3 separate regions of the Zea mays genome follow, and all the other regions are linked to region 3. Evidence: chromatin contacts called from public Hi-C data. All regions are on one chromosome and are shown on one strand. Each heading gives the region's core, a stretch centred on a gene start, on an enhancer-like site or on the middle of the called end of the contact. The rest is flanking DNA. Distances are from core to core; before and after follow the strand shown. Region 1 holds the start of LOC100278124. Region 2 holds the start of LOC100284749 (fasciclin-like arabinogalactan protein 8). Region 3 holds the start of LOC100384451.

Region 1 (3,547 bases), core at 942-3,441, 220 kb before region 3:
TGACTCACTAAGCCATCCATAGCAGGGTCGCCTTGGGCGAGTCCTTATAGCTACATTAAGTGGCAATACAGCTTCACAAACAGGTGGTTCAATGGACATAGGGCCTTCCACTTCGTCATCTGCTGACTTAGTCTCTGCTGGTACCTTTGAAATTGATATGTTATCTTGTGGTTCAATGAACATAGGGACTTCCACTCCCTCGTCTGCTGCTGGTTCTTGGTGCTACAAATGTACAAAACATATTGAATTGAGCCCGCTAGTAATTTCACAACATGCATATATTATGACTCAGAGTTTCTGCTTAGAATAAAATGCCGTATTATGGCATGGCAGTTTGTTCGTTCTTTTTTAGTTTTCTGCATTCTACCAGTGTTGAAATTTGTATCATCCTATTTGAGAATTCCACAACATGCATAAGCATTTGTCGATTGGATGACAACAGAAACCATAATCATAAATTAATGAATATCCACCGAAAGGTCTACAATTAGAAGAAACAACAGACTGGCAGTTGGTTAACTTTCAGTTTGCTGCATTGTGCCAGCATCAAATTTGACATCATCACTGTAGCGTAATGGACTTAATGGCAATAGTGATACCAAAAGTCATGGAAATATCCAAGATAGATTATTGTACAAACACAAAATGACAACTATATTTACTTTAGCATAATATAAAACTTTTCATTTACACTGGTTCACGTTGCATGCTTAGGCATTGAAATGTTCATGGACACATACAGAAGTAACAAGTAACTAAGTAAGAATGTTGGGTTGAAACAAAAATTAATACCAACTCGAAGTTACTTGGTGGTGAAACCAGTTTTTTCAGAACTACCCACCAAACTTATTGATACAATGATGGTTTTACGCAATTGGAAAGAGATAAAGAGCAGAATAGTTTGTCCAAAAAATGTGGCACGATCTCAGTTAGAAGCCTTGCAGTGGAAGAATAGGTGAAGCAGGTTGCTTGCACCACTTAGGAGTATGTGCAAGATGTCAGTATATTTTACTTAGGGCCTGTTTCAATGCAATAGAGCTAATAGTTAGCTGGCTAAAAAATTGCTAGTGGAATTAGCTGGCTAACTAGTAGCTGATTTTAGCTGGGTTGAACCAACTAACGAACTAATTGGTAGTTGAGGCCACCTTCTTTTCAACATGGAAATACACAGGTGTCCTGTGAGGTGTTGAGAAAAATGATATTATCAGAAGTCCCCCGCTTAACATTGGTTAGGTGGGACTTGGACCGGTACCAACGAAGTGATAACAGCGGATACAATGAGACGTCAGGGCATGAATGCTAACGGACAAAAGATGTGTCTTGGTTTGCAGGAAGATTCAGATTTTCAGATGTCAATCTCCACGTATTCACAATTGAAACTAGGTGGCCTTGCAGCAGTGAGGTCAAACTGAGAAACCATGGATGATGATGGGTCTTTAGTAGACATGTTGGGCAAACCATGCATGGGTCTTTCGATAAGGAGAGACCACGTGGTTACTGAGAGAGACCACAAAAAGAAATGAGGAATCACCCAACCTGAGGACGCTCATCCTCCACTTGCTGGCAATCAAGCTGCTGCTGGTCGTGGTGCTCCAGCAGCAGCTGGTGGTCGTGGTGCTCCAGCAGCAGCTGCTGGTCGTGGTGCTCCAGCAGCAGCTGCTGGTCCTGCTTCTGCTTCTCCTCGTCCTCAATCTCGAAGAGCCTGTTTTGCACAACCTCGTAGGAGCCTTCCTCCAGTAAGGGCCACGCATCAGGGCCCCCGTACACCTACAGCCATAGCAGTGGAAAAACCACAATTGATCGATCAGCTAGCGCATTCATTCATTCACACTCGAATTGAAGCGCCGATCGCCGCAAACACAAGAGAACGCCTTGGAACTGGCTGTCCAAGGCACAAAAAAAAGCAGCAGATTTCGGACCCCCAATCGATCCGCGGAGAAACAGGAAACCAAAACCCTACAACGCCGCCATAGCCCAACGATGCTGCTTGCAGGAAAAAAGAACTAAGAAGGGAGAGGACGTAATCGAAAATCACCTTGAGGAGATCAGCAACGACGGCGCTAATGTCGCGTGCGTCGTAGCCCATGACGACGAAGTGGTCGATGGCCGCGTCGATCCGGCGTTCGCCCTTCCTGGTCCGCCCCCGCCGCGTTGGCATTGCTCTGCTTCCCTTCTTTTAGGTTGTACGAACGGCTGTCGGCCTGATGCGACAGTGCTACTTCATGACTCGTGCTCCTACCTCTGGGGTTTTGCTCGTTTGGTACCGCCACAAATAGTCCTAGTCCATCTACACATGCTACGTAGCACTCACAACAGGGCTCTTGTATCATGAGCTTCAGCTCTGTTCTAGCTCTTCTAAATAAATATTTTCTTATGTTCAAAAAGAGCTTTTAAAGGATCACCCTATTTTATTATAAACATAACTCCTATTTTTATAGCAGAGGGAATGACATGAAGAACCGAAAAAGCATCTTTTTAGGCTTTCGGCTTCGCTTAGTTTCTAGGCACATCTTCTTCCTATTTTTATGGAGAAGTCAATAAAAAAGCCTACCAGACATATATAATGGAGAGACACTAAAATAGTTCTTCAAACATAAAAGACAATTAAAAGACTTTATTATACAATAGAGTGTATATAAAAATAGTGAATTAATAAATACAGAATTAAATGCTTTCATACAACATCAGATCGACAGAACAGAAGACGAATTCGTACAATTATAAATAATACTTCTGTTGCTATTTGGGTTACGAGCCAGAGACATCTCTTTATAGAGAGACAACACCACGATTTTTTTTTTGCAAATACCACTTTAAACACTTCAAAAGTCTCTATATATTAAATACTACCACTGTACATGTCCTAATAGATTATGTGGAGGAGCTGCTGACAGAGCCCTTGAAAGAACCTAGCAAAAAGGGCCTTAGGCGCTGTTTGGTTTTATTAGTCCTAGGACTAAAGTTTAGTCAAGAGACTAATCTTTAGTCCCTACCCTGTTTGGTTCTAGAGACTAAACATGAGCTAAACACAGTTAAAGCAGTATACAAATACCAAAATGCCCTCACTCTTGCCCCTGCCCCTGCTGCTTGCAAATAAGACTGTGCGCTGAGCTGAAACTGTGTTGCTGAACTGAACTGTGCTGCTGAGCATATATTTGAAACTGAAATATATTTGAAACTGAAATACAAACACCTGTGAACTGAAATATATTTCAAATACGACTGTTTACAAATGCGACTGTGAAATATATTATAAATCAAATGCCACCAAAAGGAAACTGCAACTGCTTGCACAACAGAAGCAAAAATTACAAGATCTCTCTCGTTTCATTGCATCCAATATGAACAAACCACAAATATATTTTAAATATATTTCAAATATTCCAAATGCCAAACTGAGAAGCTGCCACAAATGAGTTTCAAATAATAGAACAGTCCAGAACGATACACAAATTTATTACACACAATGCATTTTACATTCTACTAAACAAACCATCACATATCCATTCTCGAAATTCATTCATATTGTAGTCGTCTTCACCTTGAA
Region 2 (3,464 bases), core at 574-3,073, 180 kb before region 3:
CTTGTGGCACTGACACGAGAGATGATACTGGCGTAGTGGCGTTGCGTGGACTGATCGATGGCCGACGGTGCAAAGTACTTTCCAGCACCAAAAGATGTTTGGGCTATGCAGGGAGGATGACGCAGTGGGCGGGCGGTGCCAGCGTCAGAGGCCCACCGTTTCGTCGGTGGCGCACTGCTCGCTTTCGTGCTCCATCGCACATGATCGGCGCCAAGAATAGAAGCCCCGTGGAGCTCACGGTTCCGCAGTGCTGCGTCAGCCCTCCAGGCTCCAGGGCTCTGGTACTCTGAGCCAACACTTGGGCCTTGTTTTTATTACTGCCACACTCCACTTGTCTTTTATTGGCAGTAGTATAGGCGTAGTATACTTTTGTGGTGTGTGGCTCGGGTTGTTTGACCTGCGATGAGTGTCGAATGAATGGCATCCACCGACAACTGGGGGCGCAAGAAATGAATGCGTAGGGGCGGCACTCGCTTCGGAGATCCGGCGATGCATTTGTTTATGCGCTCCGATGAAGGCCGTAGCAAGTCAGATTTCGTTAGTGAGATTTGACCATGAACATTAGAAATTGGCGTACCATACCAGCGATTTTAACCTACGATAACAAGGAAACCACCAGAAGCTCGTCGCCGTCAGACAGAGCAGCAATTCAGTGCCCCGACCTCACTCGTCCGTCATCATCATAACCAAAAATACAAACACCTCCTGATAAACACGCGCTGATCCTCACTCTAGTTGTGGTAACAGGTAGAACTAGAAAAAAAAAGGCAAGAAGAAACATCTAAACCGAAGCAGGCATACACTATTTTCTCCCGATCGAGAAAAAAAAAAGCACAAACCTCGCAAATACGCCATCACAAACCACGATCGCACGCCAATGGATCAACACCGGAAGAAAAAACTAAAGGCACAAACAACACCGATCGCTAAGCCAATGCTGAGGCCGCGGCCAGCGCGGCGGCGAGCCACCACAGAGCGCACGGCGCGCCGGCGGCCGCGCTCTTCTTGGCGTCCTTCTGGTCCACGGGAGCCGCGTTGTCCTCTGCGGCGGGGCCGGGCGCGTCGGCCGCGGCGGGCGGCGGGTGGCGCCGGCCCGCGGCGGCCTTGCCGGGCCTGGGCGCGTCCGCGACACTAGCGGGGGCGGGGGCGGGCGCTGGCACCGGCGCCGGCGCGGGCTTGAAGAGCTCCACGGGCTCCACCACGGCGCTGATGACGTAGATGGCGAGCGGGTCCTCGTCCAGCGCCGTGGACTTGACCCGCGCGGGCGCGGAGGCGGCCGTGGCGATGGTGACGACGTCGCCCCGGTTCTGCACCGTGAAGTTGAAGTTCCTGGCGGCGCCGTCGGTGGCCAGCGTGTTCATGGGCCCGTTGTTGGACTTGAGGCTCCCCAGCGAGTAGTGCACGGGCACGGCGTGGAACAGCAGCAGCTCCGCCTTGCCGTCCGCGCTCAGGTTCCTGTACTTGGGCAGGAAGGCGCGCACGGCGTCGTCGGAGGGGCAGAACACCGTCATGCCGCCCTCCACGGCCGACTGGTACGTGGACGACGCGTCGGGGGACGCCGCGATCAGGCCCGCGAACGCCTTGCACCCGCCCTTGGCCATCTCCGCCGTCACGTTCGGAGGCGGCGGCGGCGGCGGCGGCGGCACGGGAGCCTTCGCCACGGCCGCCGCCGCCGTGGTGGTGGCGGCGGCTGCGAGGGCGAGGGACAGGAGGATCGCGGCAGCGCGGCGCATTGTGTGGGCGGGGCGAGAGCGCGGAGCGGAGGTGCGGCCGGCTGGGCGCGGTGCTTGCTATGCCTATGCGTGCGCGTGGGAGTGAGGGACTGAGGGGAGTCCGGGAGTGGGAGCACCGGAGCAGGATGGATAGTGGTGGCGTGCACTTCAGCTCCTTGTGTGAGCGTGATACCACTGGCCCCTGCTGTTCAAGTTATTTGCAAGGCATGCCATTGTTTTTTTTTCCTTCTGTCATTGTAGCAGGTTATTGATCCTCTGAACAGTCTTTTTTCTTGTCCCGCTCCTACCATATTTTCCTCTTTGGTCTTGATTTTTGGTGCCGTGCAACGCCATTCCTGATCTGCCCAGCACCATCAACACCCATCTCATGAATGGATGAACCATACACATTAGCTTGTCCGCTTCTTGGCTCTAGCTAGCTGTGCATACATATGCTTTTCGAGCATGCCAATAAACAGCCGAGAAGAATGATGACCGGCCCAGTGGCCCACAGCGAGCGAAACAGAATTCACACGCCTACTAATTGCGTGTGCTCTGCCGTGCTCCGGTGTCTTATGATAACGCTACCCACGCATCAATTGGCCGGTCATCAAATGTTTATACGGGCGTAGTACACGGACTGCCTAGTGTAATCCAAATCCATACGCTCACCGGCCCCAGACATGCAATGTGGGCAAACAGTTGCTAGCTAGACCATCCTCCTCCTCCTCCTCCTCCAGATCTTAGCTTCCAACGGCTGCGTAGGACTGTGCCTGTGAAGAAGCTTCTTTTGTTTTTTTTAGTTTAAAGGTGGCGGATTTGCGCTGCGTTTTCCAGGGTCAAAAGGCCATCTCTGTCTCTAGATCCGGTCCGTGGCTTTCTCGACGGCCATCAACGGCCGTGTGCCGGGTGCATCGACGACGGCTGCTGAAGCAGAATGGCCCCTGGGCTGGGCGGTGCAAAGTGCACGTGCCGGCGTCGCTTTCCGCTGGATCCCCGGCGACCGCAGGCGAGGGTAAGTTGAGCTGCAGCCGCGCTAAAGCACAAAAAGCTCCGATCGAATCCGATGCAGCTAGATGGCTTGTGTGCCCGGCGAAACCAGCTGTGGTGTTGGCGGACTGGCAGGCGGCAGCGGCCCGGCCTCGATGTGCCACAAGGTGAGGACTCAGACACGAGTGACTCCTTTAGTAGCAAGGATAATGTAGACGATTGAGGACCTGACCTATATCGGAGGGGATTAGAGGAGTTAAAAATTTCTTCCTATTTAATTTTAAATACCAAGTGGATTTCAGTCCATCTAATCTTCTTCGATATTCTTGCTCCCAAATAAGCCCTCCGGGTAAGGGATTTTGGCATTTCCACCTCCTCCATTATCCTTGCTCCTAAACAGGTTCGATAGGGTCATATGATTCGAATCGACCCCAAATTCCCCACCGCCCTCGACGCCTGCAGCCGCGACGTCGCAGGTGTAGTGTGGTCCAGTAAAGCGGTGAAGCCAACAACAATGTTCTATGTTTACGCCTCCGCGCGAGCGGAGAAGCATGACAAGCATGCATCAGCAACTAGCAGTTTGCTGGCTCGGGTCAGATTGTGAACACATAGTGTCGGCGTTTCGAGACCGGGGGGTCCCTAAGCCGACGAGTGAATGTGCCACGTGCCCCAGCCCAGATGGGTCGAGCGCGTGGGCGAGCGCGAAGGGGGGAAGCGAGGTGGCCGAAGACGGGCGTGAGAGAGGTGGAAATCCCGCGGCCT
Region 3 (3,661 bases), core at 481-2,980:
GTACGTGGATTGTCTTTCAAGCTCCTTGGTGTCAGTGTTGATGCATTGGTGATACAGATATAGGGAGTAGTGATAGTCGTAGAGTGGAAGTAAACCACCTTAGGGCCTGTTCGATTCTGCAGGAACGCACCAAGAATTGTTCCTGTTGATAAAAACTTATACAAATTAGAAAAGCAATCTGGCCAGTAACAGTTCCGGTAGTCCATTCCATATCAACCGAACGAGCCCTTACTCGGTTAATGAATGCATCTTGGATCCGTTCCAAATGAAATCAACCTCTAAGTAGGAGTAACTCCTAATTCGAATTATTTTAATTTTGATCGAATTTATAGAAGAAGGAGAAAAAACATTAATATCTGCGAGACCAAATCAATACCAGCACTAGACGCATCATGAAATAACGTTGCATAATATGCTTATTTTGGTGTTGTAAACGATCTTACCATCTCCCATAAAGTTGGTCAAGTACAATATAGTTTGGCATAGTTCTAAGAAATGGTTTTATTTTTAGGGAGGAGATAGTAACAGTGAAAAGCACCGTCTCTTCTTCGCAGAAACGGCACTCTAGGTGGTAGAGCTCGCTTGAAGGGTGGCTACCAACGGGGAGAGTGGGGGAGCAAGAGCGCGCGTGTCAGGTTCATCCTGTACTGACTCATCAGTTCACGCCTTGCCATGTCTGATCGTGTCCTAGACGATAATAAGTCGACAGGTTCAGGCTAGGTTAGACAGCTGCTCCCAGAAGTGTTTGTTTGACAGAAGAAAACCTTACGTGTCAATTGTGACGACCGCGTGCCAGCTGCTTATGCAAGTATAACCCTGATAATCAGACAAGTTTTCTGTTGAAGACGATACCAGAATCTTACCGCTATTGCTCCAACCCAGTGCCAGTTTGGTAGCACGCCAAATGTGATGCCGTTGCGAGAAGAAGAGCAATCTCGCAGCGATTGGTCCAGAGCAAACATTCCTCTCCCTATACGCAAAGCGATGCCTGGCTCCAGCCAGGGGTGGCTCACTGGCCTTTCTCAAGCTGAAGACGATGAGGCCCCCCTCGGTTTTTGGATGGCTCCATGGGATCCATGCACAGAAGCAGCCCCACGGACATTCCGGCTGTCATCCACTCCTTTTTTTTTAACTTTCCCATTTGTGGCATCTTATTTCTCTTTGGCACTTGGCAGGCCAGAACATTCAAAAGTGCCGTGCGGGTCATAGCCTAATCCTGCCCCACATGCCAGTGTCACTAGTTGCAGATGACCCGTTTTTTCTCTGATATATCTCCAGTCTCATATATCTCAGTCTATCTTATATATAAGCCGGAATTTTTATTAGCAATCTCAAAATCTTCTGGCAGCACAAACCGACGTTAACAGACTTTTTCTTTGTTGAGAACCTATCTTTACAATATACATCTTTTAAATTTAAAACATTTATCTTTTAGATATTAGCACTACACTAGTTAATGCTTTAAAATTGGGTTCGGACAAAACTAGATGCACTCGACTCGCATCTGTAGTTGTCCAATGCGCGTGCTGAAGTCAAACCGGAGGCTTCCTGCACCGAGTCCATGTCCACTGTTCCCCCGACATACAGACCCCGCACATTGGTTTTCCCCTCACAGGCCCGTAGCCTCTGCCCACGCAGGGTCTCAGGCCTCCCTCTCGGCTCTTGCACACGGACAGGCCCCGTGCGCGTACAAATAAGCCAAGCTGGGCGGCCATCCACACGGGCGCGAACTTGACACGCGCCCCCTGCCCCGCCGCCGCAGTTCTCACCTCTCACGGCCACGCCGGCACGTCCGCTCGCGCGCACACTGTTTTTTTTTTCTTGGTAAGGGCCGGCGGCCGGGCCGATAATCGTAAAGGAAGGCGAGGCAATACACCCACCGAGAGAGAAGAACTAAGCTTTGGACACGGAAGATCGCAAGAGCCTCAACCACACTATTCAGGTGGCCTAGGACTCTACGAGGGACGTTCGTCGTGCCTCGGATGAGATGGGTGGCGGCGGCGGAGGAGGAGGAGGCGGGAAGTCCGAGAAGGCGCGGCGTTCGTCGGCGCGGGTGAGGTTGTGGGTCGCGCGCGCCAGCACCGTGCTGCTCTGGACGTGCCTCGTCCAGCTCGCGGCCTACCGGGAGCTCTGGGCGCCCAGCGTGCTCTCCAGGTGGCCTGGCTGCCTCAACCAGCCGCACGTCGTGCAGAGGCCATCGGAGCGTGTGGCGGACGCCGGCCAGACGCAGGCAGCGCGCGCTTTGGTGGTGCTCCCACCCAAAAGTAAGTTGGTGGCTTCTTGGTTCATGTTTTTTTTTTGTTTTTGGAATCAAGCTTCTCTTCTTCCATTGGTCAGGAATTTCTTGGTTCTGTCCTTCCCCTTTGAGAACTTTCGGTGTGAGTCGTTTCTCCCTTCTTACCGCGAAGAGATCATCTTCTCCCCACAACCTCCCCCCTCAGTGAACTTTGAATTGTCTAATCTTTCTCATTTCAGTTGCAGTGTACGTATTCGATGTAGGTTATTTCTAGTCCAATTCAATTCTGTGTTCGCTTTGTCTAGTCACCGGCCAATTTATTTGCCGGCCTAGCTCTGCAGATTAATTCCATTTGACCGCTCCATGTATTTTTCATGACTTCATGTACCTACGCATTACGTCAAGGCACCAGTAAAAGCATGGACGATCGTTTGATTTTTACCAATACTACGTGCAGGAATCTACAGGAACAACGGCTATCTGATGGTCTCCTGCAACGGCGGGCTTAACCAGATGCGAGCAGCAGTAAGCACTGTGTATCGAAATCTAAATACAATTGTCACAAGTTACATCTATGAATGTCTGCCATCGTTAAGCTTTATAATGTGTCTGATACTGAAAATTCAGGCCTCAAGGTTCCACCTATTTCTTGTTGTTGTTGTTGAGACAGATTTGTGACATGGTAACCATCGCAAGGTATCTGAACGTTACTCTCATCGTACCGGAGTTGGATAAGGCTTCATTTTGGGCTGATCCCAGGTACTATTTTCCTTTCTTTCTTTCTATACCGATTCTCTTTTCTGTTCCCTTTCTAAAAAGAACCGTTTTCTTCGGTTTATTCTTTCGCAGCGATTTCCAAGACATATTTGACGTGGACTACTTCATAGCGTCGCTGAGAGACGAGGTCCGGATCCTGAAGCAGCTGCCTCCGAGGCTCAAGAGAAGAGTGGAGATGGGATCCCTCCGGTCCCTGCCACCAGTCAGCTGGTCCGACATCGGCTACTACCGCCGTCAGGTTCGGTCGCGTCCTCCTTAACATCGCGAGCTGAAACCGAATCCGAAACCAGGTGAAGACTGTTTGTTTCATTGGGTGGTGTGGTGGTGGGGAAAAAAAACAGATTCTGCCTCTGGTAAAGAAGTACAAGGTCGTTCACCTGAACAGGACGGATGCCCGGCTCGCGAACAACGGCCTGCCCGTGGAGATGCAGAGACTGCGGTGTCGCGTCAACTACAATGCCCTGAGATTTACCCCTGAAATCGAGGATCTGGGCAGACGCCTGGTTCGAGCTCTTCGCCGGAACGGGCCCTTTGTGGTCCTTCACTTGCGGTATGAGATGGACATGCTTGCCTTCTCCGGATGCACGCACGGTTGCAGCAGCATGGAGGCTCAAGAGCTCACGAAGATGAGGTAGAGCTACATCGTCC

Evidence for each region. A called contact is a pair of places that touch in the nucleus more often than the background predicts.
Region 1: a Hi-C map of tassel shows a contact between it and region 3, with 3 times the contacts expected there. The contact joins the promoter of LOC100278124 here to the promoter of LOC100384451 in region 3. A contact is called at or near these places in 3 of 25 Hi-C or Micro-C datasets (ear, leaf and tassel).
Region 2: a contact with region 3 is called in a Hi-C map of endosperm, with 2.4 times the contacts expected there. The contact joins the promoter of LOC100284749 here to the promoter of LOC100384451 in region 3. A contact is called at or near these places in 4 of 25 Hi-C or Micro-C datasets (bundle sheath, ear, endosperm and 1 more).

The regions. Positions count from the first base shown.
Region 1 is chr7:135,794,928-135,798,474 of Zm-B73-REFERENCE-NAM-5.0, reverse strand. LOC100278124 reads right to left here and starts at 2,191. Exons shown (of 4, transcript NM_001151503.2): 1 at 2,036-2,191; 2 at 1,537-1,767; 3 at 1-222. The coding sequence starts at 2,158. It overlaps LOC103632906, which reads right to left. Exons shown (of 4, transcript XM_008654620.3): 4 at 3,063-3,161. The coding sequence ends at 3,063.
Region 2 is chr7:135,753,402-135,756,865 of Zm-B73-REFERENCE-NAM-5.0, reverse strand. LOC100284749 (fasciclin-like arabinogalactan protein 8) reads right to left here and starts at 1,823. Exons shown (of 1, transcript NM_001370679.1): 1 at 766-1,823. The coding sequence starts at 1,733. The coding sequence ends at 927.
Region 3 is chr7:135,572,446-135,576,106 of Zm-B73-REFERENCE-NAM-5.0, reverse strand. LOC100384451 reads left to right here and starts at 1,730. Exons shown (of 8, transcript NM_001176987.2): 1 at 1,730-2,264; 2 at 2,694-2,761; 3 at 2,907-2,995; 4 at 3,086-3,251; 5 at 3,355-3,644. The coding sequence starts at 1,988. It also overlaps a transcript of LOC100285233 not described here.